Linked DNA regions of Mus musculus: all the other regions are linked to region 3. A link is a contact called in public HiChIP or PLAC-seq data. All regions are on one chromosome and are shown on one strand. Each heading gives the region's core, a stretch centred on a gene start, on an enhancer-like site or on the middle of the called end of the contact. The rest is flanking DNA. Distances are from core to core; before and after follow the strand shown.

Evidence for each region. HiChIP or PLAC-seq counts read pairs in DNA pulled down with a chosen protein or histone mark.
Region 1: an H3K4me3 HiChIP or PLAC-seq map of embryonic basal ganglia shows a contact between it and region 3, with 6 times the contacts expected there. The contact joins two enhancer-like sites. A contact is called at or near these places in 3 of 115 datasets of contacts at active chromatin or transcription factors (embryonic basal ganglia, embryonic midbrain and forebrain).
Region 2: an H3K4me3 HiChIP or PLAC-seq map of embryonic basal ganglia shows a contact between it and region 3, with 3 times the contacts expected there. The contact joins two enhancer-like sites. A contact is called at or near these places in 13 of 484 Hi-C or Micro-C datasets (the N1E-115 cell line, cerebral cortex, cochlea and 3 more), 3 of 115 datasets of contacts at active chromatin or transcription factors (embryonic basal ganglia, forebrain and neural progenitor cells) and 1 of 9 other capture datasets (embryonic stem cells).

The regions. Positions count from the first base shown.
Region 1 is chr12:116,675,612-116,679,232 of GRCm38.p6, reverse strand. All of the region lies in intron 2 of Ptprn2 (protein tyrosine phosphatase, receptor type, N polypeptide 2), which reads right to left. Among named protein-coding and RNA genes, the nearest start is that of Gm31336, 80 kb to the left of the region's middle. Within about 2 kb of position 1,337, at least 52 of the 459 cell types and tissues checked have an H3K27ac peak or open chromatin away from gene starts, as enhancers often do. A contact at or near this core is called in embryonic basal ganglia and forebrain, where this site is marked.
Region 2 is chr12:116,821,429-116,825,076 of GRCm38.p6, reverse strand. It overlaps Ptprn2 (protein tyrosine phosphatase, receptor type, N polypeptide 2), which reads right to left. Exons shown (of 23, transcript NM_011215.2): 4 at 658-760. Among named protein-coding and RNA genes, the nearest start is that of Gm31336, 66 kb to the right of the region's middle. Within about 2 kb of position 1,561, at least 4 of the 459 cell types and tissues checked have an H3K27ac peak or open chromatin away from gene starts, as enhancers often do. A contact at or near this core is called in embryonic basal ganglia, where this site is marked.
Region 3 is chr12:117,343,441-117,347,176 of GRCm38.p6, reverse strand. No RefSeq gene overlaps it. Among named protein-coding and RNA genes, the nearest start is that of Gm5441, 8.3 kb to the right of the region's middle. Within about 2 kb of position 1,731, at least 94 of the 459 cell types and tissues checked have an H3K27ac peak or open chromatin away from gene starts, as enhancers often do. A contact at or near this core is called in embryonic basal ganglia and forebrain, where this site is marked.

The sequences.
Region 1 (3,621 bases), core at 88-2,587, 670 kb after region 3:
TGCTCACTTTTCTGTTTCCAACAGTGAATCAATTTTAAGCATCTCCTTAGATCTGAGAACATATAAAGAGACAGACTCTTACAAGTAATAATGGCATTCATATTAAAGAAGAGAGATGTTTAATTAAACACAATGCTGCACACTGGCAGTGTGAATCATTCCCTCTCAGACAGGAAGGCACCAGGCACACTCGGAGTTATGTAGCTGCCATCCTTAACTGAGGCTGATGTACCATCTCTTTACATACAGCCAGGCCATTGAGGCCCAGCAATCTCAAAATATATTCCCTCTTAGGAGCTTCTACCTGATGGATCACAGACAGCTGCTGTCTACCAAGGAAACTTTCTGTCACTTCCCCGACACTTCCCTTCACACAGCCACCTTCTCCCATGACACACTGGTGTACACAAACATCTGCACACCGAAGTAGTCTATATGGGTGTTTTTCCAAAATTACCTTAGTAATTAGCCTTCACTCTTCAAACATAATCTATACAAATCTCAAATGTAAAAGTGTAGAAAATACACACATATGTGGAAAATTGTCCTCAGAGACATCAGAATAAGAATTCCTATTAGTGGAACTGTTGTCATGTAACCTATGAGCTCAACAAGAGAGCCAAGCTGGACATATGCACCCAGCTCCTCTGGAGACTGGGGATTTGAGATCATCAGACATCCTGGGTGTGTTGTCTTCCTTCCTTCCCTTCTCTGTTCTGCTTGCTGCTCCCTCTTCCTCTCACCTTCTCACTGCTCCTCTTTTCTCTCCTCTTCTCACTGCTCCTCCCTCCTCTCCCCCTTCTCACTGCTCCTCCCTCCTCTCCCCCTTCTCACTGCTCCTTCCTCTCCCCTTCTCACTGCTCCTCCCTCCTCTCCCCTTCTCACTGCTCCTCCCTCCTCTCCCCTTCTCACTGCTCCTCCCTCCTCTCCCCTTCTCACTGCTCCTCCCTCCTCTCCCCTTCTCACTGCTCCTCCCTCCTCTCCCCTTCTCACTGCTCCTCCCTCCTCTCCCCTTCTCACTGCTCCTCCCTCCTCTCCCCCTTTTTGCTGCTCCCTTTCTTCTACAAAGGAAGAAACTCGGATTTCTGTTGAATCGGCCACAAAGCTGAGAAACACATTTGCTCCTCTAGGAAACAGCACATGTATACATGTGTGGTTAAAGCACACCATGAGTAGAATTGTGTGTGCAGTACACGTGCACAGGCGCATGCACACAGGCAGTGCAGCATGTGCAGGCACACACTCAAACAGAATCATCAGAAGAAGCTGCTGCACAGTCATAAACTGTCAATCCTCAGCACACAAGCCTCTCTGCATCTTGAAGATAATGAGGAATTACCATGGCAACCCTTGAACAAGCCTCACATCTCTCCTCATTTCCCCAGAACACAGCATGGCAGCTGCAACTCCATCTCCCAGAACACACACTGTTTGAGAGCACAGGGCAGTAAGACTAAGAGCGTGTTCTCCTGTCACTTGCTGGGACTCAACTCAGGACATGTTCCTACTAGAATCAGAGTTCTTTTACAGCCAAGGTTGCATTCTTGGATTTATTTTACTTTGCATGTGGTCACAAAACAAAACAAATACAATGTCATTCAACTGAGTTCTGTTTCCAGGTCTATTGTAGATAGAAATAACTTTAAAAGCAGCCAAATATATTGGTATGGAACATGGGACTTGGAATAAGGTGTTCTTTCCCTGAGTTCTAGATATGTTTCTATTGCCAGAGCCTACCATTTTCTGAGGAATTCTTTCCCCCTCACAATTGGGACTTGAAAACAATAGTGTTAGGGTAGAGATGAACAGAGCTGACTTGGTGTCTGAGGAACTCTGGCCAACAGTATAGATGCAGCAGGGGTCTCTAGTTTCTCCATATGTATTCCAGATTAATGCTGAATCTCTGAATTAGATGTTCACTTCCACAAGTTTCCAAGAGGAGTCAAAATACTGGGCTAAACTCAGGAAGGAGCAGCATCTAGGAAACATGGTGTCACTGCAGAGCTAAGAAAAATGGGCGAGGCAAAAGCCTGGTAAGTGGGGCTATATGGCAGAAATCCTGGTGGGCAGGGCTATAATAATATCCAGGGCCCTCCTGCTCTAGGCCTTTTTCTTTGCCATTTGTCTTGTTCCCTGGGTCTACAGGACAAATTCTTGCAGTGTACATCACTTCACAAGGCCAGCTCCCACAGGAACATACCATGCAGACAGCTGGGCGACACCAAGAGGATACACGTGATGAGGCAGACCCGTGAGCTACACCTACCAACTACTCCTAGAGAACCTCTGCTCGTGATCTCCAACAAGCAAATCTTGAATTTTACAAGTGAATATAGCCCGTATTGATCTCTAAATTTCTTTCTCCCATCAGTGTTAGCCTTGGGCTGATAACTGCCATAATTCTTAGCAAGTACATGAAGCAAGTCTCCAATACAGGTATGTGTCAGGCAGCAGTCATCACCTACGTAAGCTTCTAGGTGAAGATCACACAAAAGCACTGGCTTCTAACTTTCACTATCTCATACGTAAGTGAAGAACATGGCGAGTCAGGAAGCCAGTTGCATCCAGCAGAATTCAGGGAACAAGGCAACAGGAATATCCTGAGGCCCTGCCTCAGCCACAAAGACCCAGACCTGGCCCACACTGCCAGTCTTATCCTCATGTGCTGTCATGAAGCATATTTTTAAGATAAGAACTCTGTAACACAAGAAGAAGACAGGACGTTTCTGCTTGTGGTCTAGGAGCACAATGCCACAGTCAACCCCACAGCGTAGCACAGTGGTTAGGGAAGGCAGGATACCCAGCCAGGAACTACCAGATGAGCACAGACACTCACTCCATTGTAAGCTGGAAGAGGTAGCAAAGTCTCGAGGCTGTCTGCTCATTCTGATGACTCAGAAATGTCAGGCCTGAATATGCCTTTGTCTATACAAGAACAAAAATAAATCATAAATAAACACAAATTGTGACCAGGGAAGATGAATGCTTGCTACACAAATTATGAGGACCTGAGGTTGATTTCTTGAACGCATATGAAAAAGCTGGGCATGGTGGCCCATGCTTATAATTTCAGAGCTGAGCAGGCTGAGACAGAAGGATCCTGGGACTCACAGGCTAGCCAATCTAGGCTAATTGACAATCTCCAGGCAAGCAAGAGACACTGTCTCAAAAAACAATGTGAACAGCTACTGGGAAATGAAACCTGTTGTCTACCTCTGTCCTCCTCTGCATGGATATGAACACCAATGCACCCTTACACACTTGTACATACATGTACATATATACACACCAAAAGCAGGCACACATAAATTCAGACATGCTGAAACAACACCAACATAAGACTATAGATGCTGTGTGTGGGCAATAGAAAAGAGGCAAGTCTGGACATGGAGAAAAAAAAAAGCTGCCCCTGTGTTGCTCGGGCCCCACTACTATACTTAAACTGAAGGTCATGGGTGCAGAGTGGCAAACAGAGAAGGAAGATGACTGAGACTGAGTTCTGCCTTTAACAGAAAGAGAAACCAAGAGCCAAAGAAACACAGCATAGGAAGCCTTCAGGACCAAGGGCTTTTCCAGTTTGAGGGCACAAAATATTTTACTAAATATCACATAAAAATCTAA
Region 2 (3,648 bases), core at 312-2,811, 520 kb after region 3:
GAGCAAGAACAAGAGAGGGAGAGAGAGAGAGAGAGAGAATGAATTCTGTTGCTTAGGGAAACAATGAACCCTGTAAACTAAGCCTTTGGGAAAGGTTCCAAAGGTCCGAGAATACAGCATACCAGTCCAGCTCATTCTTGCAGTAATTTCTCTTTGGGCAATGTTGCCCATTTCATGATCTATTGGAAGTGGGACTCCCAGGTCATCACCCTATAGCTGTAAGTTCAGGTGAATGAGATGGTACAGAACACACTGTTGCTCAATACAGGCTGCTGGGCTTTGGGAAAGAAAGATCACGACTTTCTGAATTAATCCTGCTCATTGCAATGTTGTTAACACAATTTGCTAGTAAGAAACCAGAATTCTTGACCTTACTTTGCAAGACTATGGCTCTGAAGGTGCAGAGCTCTTCTGGGGTCTCAGGGACAAGTACAAAAAAGACCCACAGTGTGCCTCTCAGTGTCCAAGGCACCACATTTCAGGGTTACTCCACTGTATAAAGATGCCTTGCATCTCTTTCTCTTGGGTATCCTCTTCCTCATGGGTATCCATTCTACACCCAAAAGGTGGGAGTTGCTTCCCTATGCTAATAGTAGCCAAACTTAATGATACAGCTACGTCCGGGAATAAGAAGAGGCAAGTCATGCCCACACATACCTGGCTGGGCCGGACGCTTCCCCATGCCATAGGTAGGCCTTGGGGAGGTTTGCAAGCTCCTGGGCAATCACACGCTGGGTATAGTCATCTTGCCACGTGAAACCTGTAGGGAAAGGAGTAAAACCTGAGGCATGAATTTGCAAATGTGGCTAAACTCTTACTCCAGACTCCTACAGGTCCCTGTTCTTCCAGAAAACCATGGGGGCCTTGTGAGGTTGAGTAAGATCTCCTTTATCTTTCTTAAATCTCCAGACACAAGTGATAGTCAGTGCTTTGCTCTGTTGCTTTAAAAATAGGTGCAACGGGTGTTGGCTGTGGCTGGGAGACAAAGGAAACAGAAACTGAGAGAGGCTTTTGTCTAACACAGAAGATGGACCTTGTCTACCTGGGTAGGTTCACCGGCAGCAAAGAGGCCCCCAACAACAACATGCATGTCGTTGCCCAGCCTACTTGCCATACTGCCTTGCTCGGCACACCCACTGTTGTGCTGACCTAGTTGCCATACCACATTGGAACAATGTTTTCCCTAACCCATCCTGCCTGAGAGCCCAGCGTTTGGCTGGATAGGGTTACACTCTTGTGAAGCAGTTACTGTGGATTTAATGTACTAAATCTCAGAGCCAATTACATTATATTTACACTCAAATGTTGTGACAAAGAGCTTTATAACAAGGGGAAGCAGTTATGAAGGCAAAAATCCATGCAATTGTGCATTAATTACATGCACTGTGGATCACATGATAATTATTCTCAGAATTACCAAATAACTCCCAAGAATAATTATTATGCAATTTGTACATTTTAGATCTTACGGTAACGCTTTCACACTTAGAGCTACCCCATGCAATTATCCATAATTATCTAATCACTAAGCATCACATAATTACAGAGGTATATTTTTATGCTCTGTGCAAAAAACAAGTTACAAAGCCTTCAAGTCAGGACAGCTCTGTGTATGTATGCGTTTGCATACATGTGACTGTGTATGTATATGTGTTCATATGTGATGATCATGCATATGAGTGTATATGTGTATGCATGGGAAGGTATATTTGTGTATGTGTGCATATTTGTGTGCACATATGAATGTGTGACTAGTATGGTAATAAAGCCTAGAGCATATACTCTGGATGAAATTTAAAGTATAGAGAAGTGGTTTTCATGAACATATTTAAACATTTTAATGCAAATATGAATTGTTAAAGCTTACAGATGGCAAGAATCAAATGGCTGGCACATCCTAAGTCCCCAGAGGCCCAATGGTGAAAATGCCAGGAGGACTCCGGTTTCAGCCCTAGGTCCTTCAGAGCATCTCTCTGTGGAAGGAAAGTCACTGCAGGGAATTTGGACCAATCTATGTAGCTTGCAATGCTTGGTAGTGAAGGCATCAGAAAAGCAGGTTCTTGGCCAGGCATGCTTCTGAGCCCCCCCTCTGTCCATTCCCAGGGGAATTCTCAATGGAAAGCACTTTGCAATATTAGCCCAACAGCTAGCATTTTGGGTTTAAAAAATACACATATTTTAAACATGCTATTCCCCAAGGACAGTCTTACGATTAATATTTATCAGGCAACAGAAACTTGAGACCATAAAGGAACTTTGCATGAAAAAAATGTCATTAAACATGGCATCTTCTGGGCTGGGGAGATGACTTTGTTGGTAAAGTGCACAGCTTGCATATTCAAGGGTCTGTTTGATCTACAGAACCCACATTTAAAAAGCTGAGCATGAGAGCACATGCTTGGAACCCCAGAATTAAGGAGGTGGAAACAGGGATTCTTGGGGCTCACTGGTCGGTCTAACAGTCAGGTTTTAGGCCAATGAGAGACTCCATCTTTAAAAACAGCAGAGGTTGCTCCTGAGAAACAGCACCAAAGGTTGTCCTCTGGCTTCCTATGCACACACATGCACAACATGGACACCTACACATACAGACCCGTAAGTCCATGCACACACTCTCAAGCACACATGTTTTGGGTCTAAAGAGCACACTACTTGGACACAGTACTGCATGTGCTGAGCTCTGTGGCAGGGCTTCAGGAGCATGATGGCCAGGGTGCAGTCAGCTACACAGGCAGTCTGAAAGGGATCCGGACTCCAGCCCAGACTTCTAAGCTTTCATTTGAGCAGAAAGTATTTATATATTGGAAAGAAAATTGACTTAGCATCACGCTGAACTACCAAAGAAACAAAGTACCCTAGAAGAAAGGACCCATCTGCTTAAAACTGAGAAGATGAACCATGTGCAGGAAAGTAGACTTAATGTCTCCTCTTCATTCATTGACAAACTCTAGCAGCCATAGATATGGAGGGCCAAGGGTGGAGAGAACAGGTAAAGAAGGAGCCTACAGCAAAGCTTCATGCCCTTTCTCCAAGTGACCAGATGTGGAGCTAAAGACACCAACCCATAAATGCCCTGGGTGCAGGCAAAAAAACTCCAGATACAACTACTTCTCTCATCCTATAAAGACCAAAGAGTATCAGACAGTGATGGGCTCTACAAGAAAGTACAGTCTTTCAACCCACCTTCCTGGCTGGGAATCCTAGGATTACTTCTGCCTACACCATGATGAAGTGTCTCCATACCAGCACTCAGTTTATCCTGCACTCACCCATGATATATGGTAGATCTGAACCTCCTCCAGTAACTGTTTTCTGCAAGGGGTGCTCTACCCTATCTCACAGAACAGCACTGGTCAAAGCTGGTTAGAGCACAGAGTTCAAATAGAACCTAGGCTCTCATGAAATGGCACAGATTTTTGTGGGATGTCACTGGTCCCACCAATATCCCAAGCAGAGTGAAGGGACACCAGCACTGGGGTGGCACATGTGGCAACAGTCAGATGAAGGTTTAAAGAAGCCGTAGCTTCAGTGAGCAACTATGAAGCCCCATGTGCAGGAAAGGAGGAAGTGGAGAGTCTCAGAAAACATGGGGGCGGGGAATAAAAATGATAGAAATGGAAGGATCACGATTAAAGCCAACAACAAGCA
Region 3 (3,736 bases), core at 482-2,981:
GGAAACCATCATTTCAAACAGAAAAAAAAAATCCCACTAGAGTTTCAGCTGAGATAGTTTTGAGGATGTTGATGGGAGGAATCTCTCCTACACTGGTCTGGTCTGAGCATTGTGCTGCTCAGAACCCCTCTTGGCTTTAGGGGTACAGCGGGAGGAGGGATTGCAGGGTATCACAGTTTTCCATTTGCACTGGGAGCTTTCCAGGGCACTGATAACCTTCAATCCAGCAGTTTGGCATAGCTCCAGGGTATATCCTAAGACACTTTCATCTTCGTGTGGCTGTGAAGGCAGCACAAAGGCGGGATGGTGTTCACTCAGGATCTGGGCAGACACAGAGAAAATCATGAACTCTTCTTTCTAGATCAGTGCCGCATCCCCAGAGCCCCAGCAGCCAGCATGCTACTCTGGAGGGCGTGTGCTGTGAAGAAAATGAAGGAATGCAAAGCGAGGTGGCATTCTCTTCACCTGGCAGAGATACTGTCACCAGAAGTGTGCCTGTAGTTGTCATATGTCAGCGGACCACCCTCAAGCTAAAGGCAAGAGTGATGTGTGTGATGTTTGAGAGCTCTATGCTGGTCTCAGTGGCTTGGAGTCCACTGTTGCATTGTGAGTAGTCATACTTTCTAGAGAACAATGTAGGTGACTAAATGCTGTACATCTAACCATGGCTCCATCAAAAAGTTGGGGACTGCGTGGCAACTGCTGTGACAAGGACCCTTTTTAAAGGCTAATAAAATAAAATAAAATGAGGCCTTCAAAAGCAAGGTTTGGGAGCCAGAGAGAGCTTAGCTTAGCTGTTAAGAGCACTAGCTCTTATTTCAGAAGACCCTGGCTTGAGTCCAGACATAGGTGTGGCAAGGCTCACATTCTCTACTGACCAAGCACTGACAGCTTTGAGGGTTCCTGTAACCCCAGAGGTGTCCCTCATGTGGCTTCTCAGGTTTCAGTGGCTCTGGTGGTGGCTTTCACACAGCTCATGGCTGTCAGTTGCTCTGATAATGTCTTCCATATATACCATCAATGGTGTTTCCCACATCACTTTGGAAGTTTCCAGTGGCTCTTCCAGCATCCTTGACTGTGCCGAATATAGAAGAAACACATTCTCCTCATAGAGCCACAGATCCCAAGATCAAGTGGTCAGAGTTCAGGGGATTTTCCATTTGATAGCAAGGGGGTCAAACAGCAGGTATGTCTAGAGCGCACCGCAAGTCTCATTCCAGATGGTGACTCTTCAGATGAAACAAGTGAGGACCGAGGGCGCCGTTTCCACTATGTTCACTCTAGTGCCACGGACTCCCTCACACTAGCTGTCAGGCACTCCTCGAATTATGCAGTTCTTGTAACAATTGACAGTGATGTGGTCTTTTAGTGACCCCCGTCTGTATACCGATGGGCGCCAGGCAGTGTGGCAGCTGGCAGGGCTCTTTCCAAACGCTACTTACTAGCTTCTTACCTTCTTAGCTAGAGTTTATGCAACTCAAATTCATATGCTTTCCCTCAGTCTCCCACCCACGCCTTTCCCAGTTTTCTCAAACCCACCTCCACTCTCAGCCTCCATCTTCCTTTATAACCCGGTGAACTTTGCCAGCCCTCCTGAGGAGCAAGAAGCCGCGCACCTCTCCCCTTCCTCTCCTCCCCCTGGTGGGCGGAGCAGCTCTGCTTCAGCTCCTGTTGCTATGACTCTGTTGCTAGGATCAGGCTGTCTCCATCCCCGGCAGGAAACATGTAATGAATTATGGATGGCTGATTCTCTCGGAGAGACCTGATCTGTAATGCAGATGAGCTCAAAGCACCCCCTTTTCTTCTGGTTTCTTAAGAAAAAAAAATCAGTTTTAAATCTGACGGAGCGCTGTCCAAGCCCCAGTTGCCCCTGGCAGTGGCTTCTGCTGAGATGGGTGCTGATTTTCATGCAAAGGGCCTGGGCCAAGCTCTGCTATTTGTGCTGAGGGCCTTGCAGGATTTTCTCTGGTCCTGTGACCCTGTGGGGCATGCTCGCTTTTCTCTCTCTTTTTGTGCTGAGAGGAGAAATGGAATATAAACACTAACATGACATTTTATACAAACACTAGACATGACATTTTCTAAGTGCATGGCCTCCTCCTGTGGGCACAGTGCAAGCACTGAAGGCCAGGTCTCAGGTTCATCCATTCTCTCTCTCTCTCTCTCTCTCTCTCTCTCTCTCTCTCTCTCCCTCATTTATAGCTCTCCCCGCACTCCCCCCCCCAACCCGGTTCCAGCCATCTTTGTGCACAGAAGCCCGCAACAGCGAGGGCAAGAGAGGGCCTGCATTGCAGGGTCACTGTCAGCATAGTGGCTTTGATGCTACCCCACTGCCCTGAGGTCACGGGTCAGAGGACAGAAGCTCTGTCCCCTACCCTTTCTCTTTCCAGCATCCAGAGTGTATGTCCATGAGCGTGGATGTCAGGAGGAAGTCTCAATGCCTATTGATCATTCCATGTGCCCTGTGGAGCAGCTCTGGGCTCCAGGATGGGTAGCAGTGTTGCTGTGGTACAGCTTGCTCAGAACTATTGGCAGGATTTTTGCATCGTGAAGAGGCAGCCAACACAATTTGGGAACGTCTTTGGTTTGCTCTGGAGAGATGTTCAGAGGGTAAAATGCACACAGGCGCTGGGTGTGGGATGTGAGACTGTACCTCCAGTACTGGAGTAGGAACTGGTATATCCCAGGGGCTCACTGGCCAGCCAGTCTACGAAAACAGTGACCTCTGGGATCAGTGAGAGACCATGTCTCAAAAAATAAGTTACTGGGGAAGGCAGGAGAGCCAACATCTGGGTTCCATATGTGCACATACATGCTTCCCACACCTGAGCGGATGGGGGAGAACATCAAAGCTAAAAGAGAGCTGGAGAGATGGCTCAGCAGGCAGGAGCACTGGCTGCTCTTGCAGAGGGCCTGCTTTCAATGCCCAGTAGCTGCCAACTGTCTTTAACTCCAGTTCTAGGGGATCTTCTGACCTCCGCAAGCACCAGGCACTCACAGGTGGTGCACAGACATACACGCAGGCAAAACACCAGAACACATAAAAATAAATGATTTATTTACTTAACAAACAAACTTAAAAAAAAGCCTTTTCCAGTTATCCATGTGACCAGAAATTAAATATCCAGACTGTATAAATCATTTTTAAAATTAAAACCAAACTCTCTTCCCCTTATCCAGTCAATAAGCAGGTGATTGAATTGAATAGACACTTCTCAAAATAAAAAAATATAAGTGGCTAATAAGTATACAAAAAAAAAAAAAAAACCAACCCACAAATGCTCACAGAATCAGTATCCATCAGGGTAATACAAACCAAGTGAACACAGAGATTACATCTCCTGTCTATCAGAACGGTCATTGCCATAACAACAGGACAGGATTGCACCCTTATCCACAGCTAATAAGAATGTAAAACAAGGGCTGGTGAGATGGCTCAGTGGGTAAGAGCACCCGACTGCTCTTCCGAAGGTCCGAAGTTCAAATCCCAGCAACCACATGGTGGCTCACAACCACCCGTAATGAGATCTGATGCCCTCTTCTGGTGTGTCTGAAGACAGCTATAGTGTACTTACATATAATAAATAAATAAATCTTTTAAAAAAAATGTAAAACAAAAACCCAAACTTCATACGATCCAGCTGTACCATTCATGAAAATATATACCAAAGGAACGTCTATCACAGATTGGAGATACCTGCCTAGCCATGCTCACACAGCCAAGTCATGGGCTCAG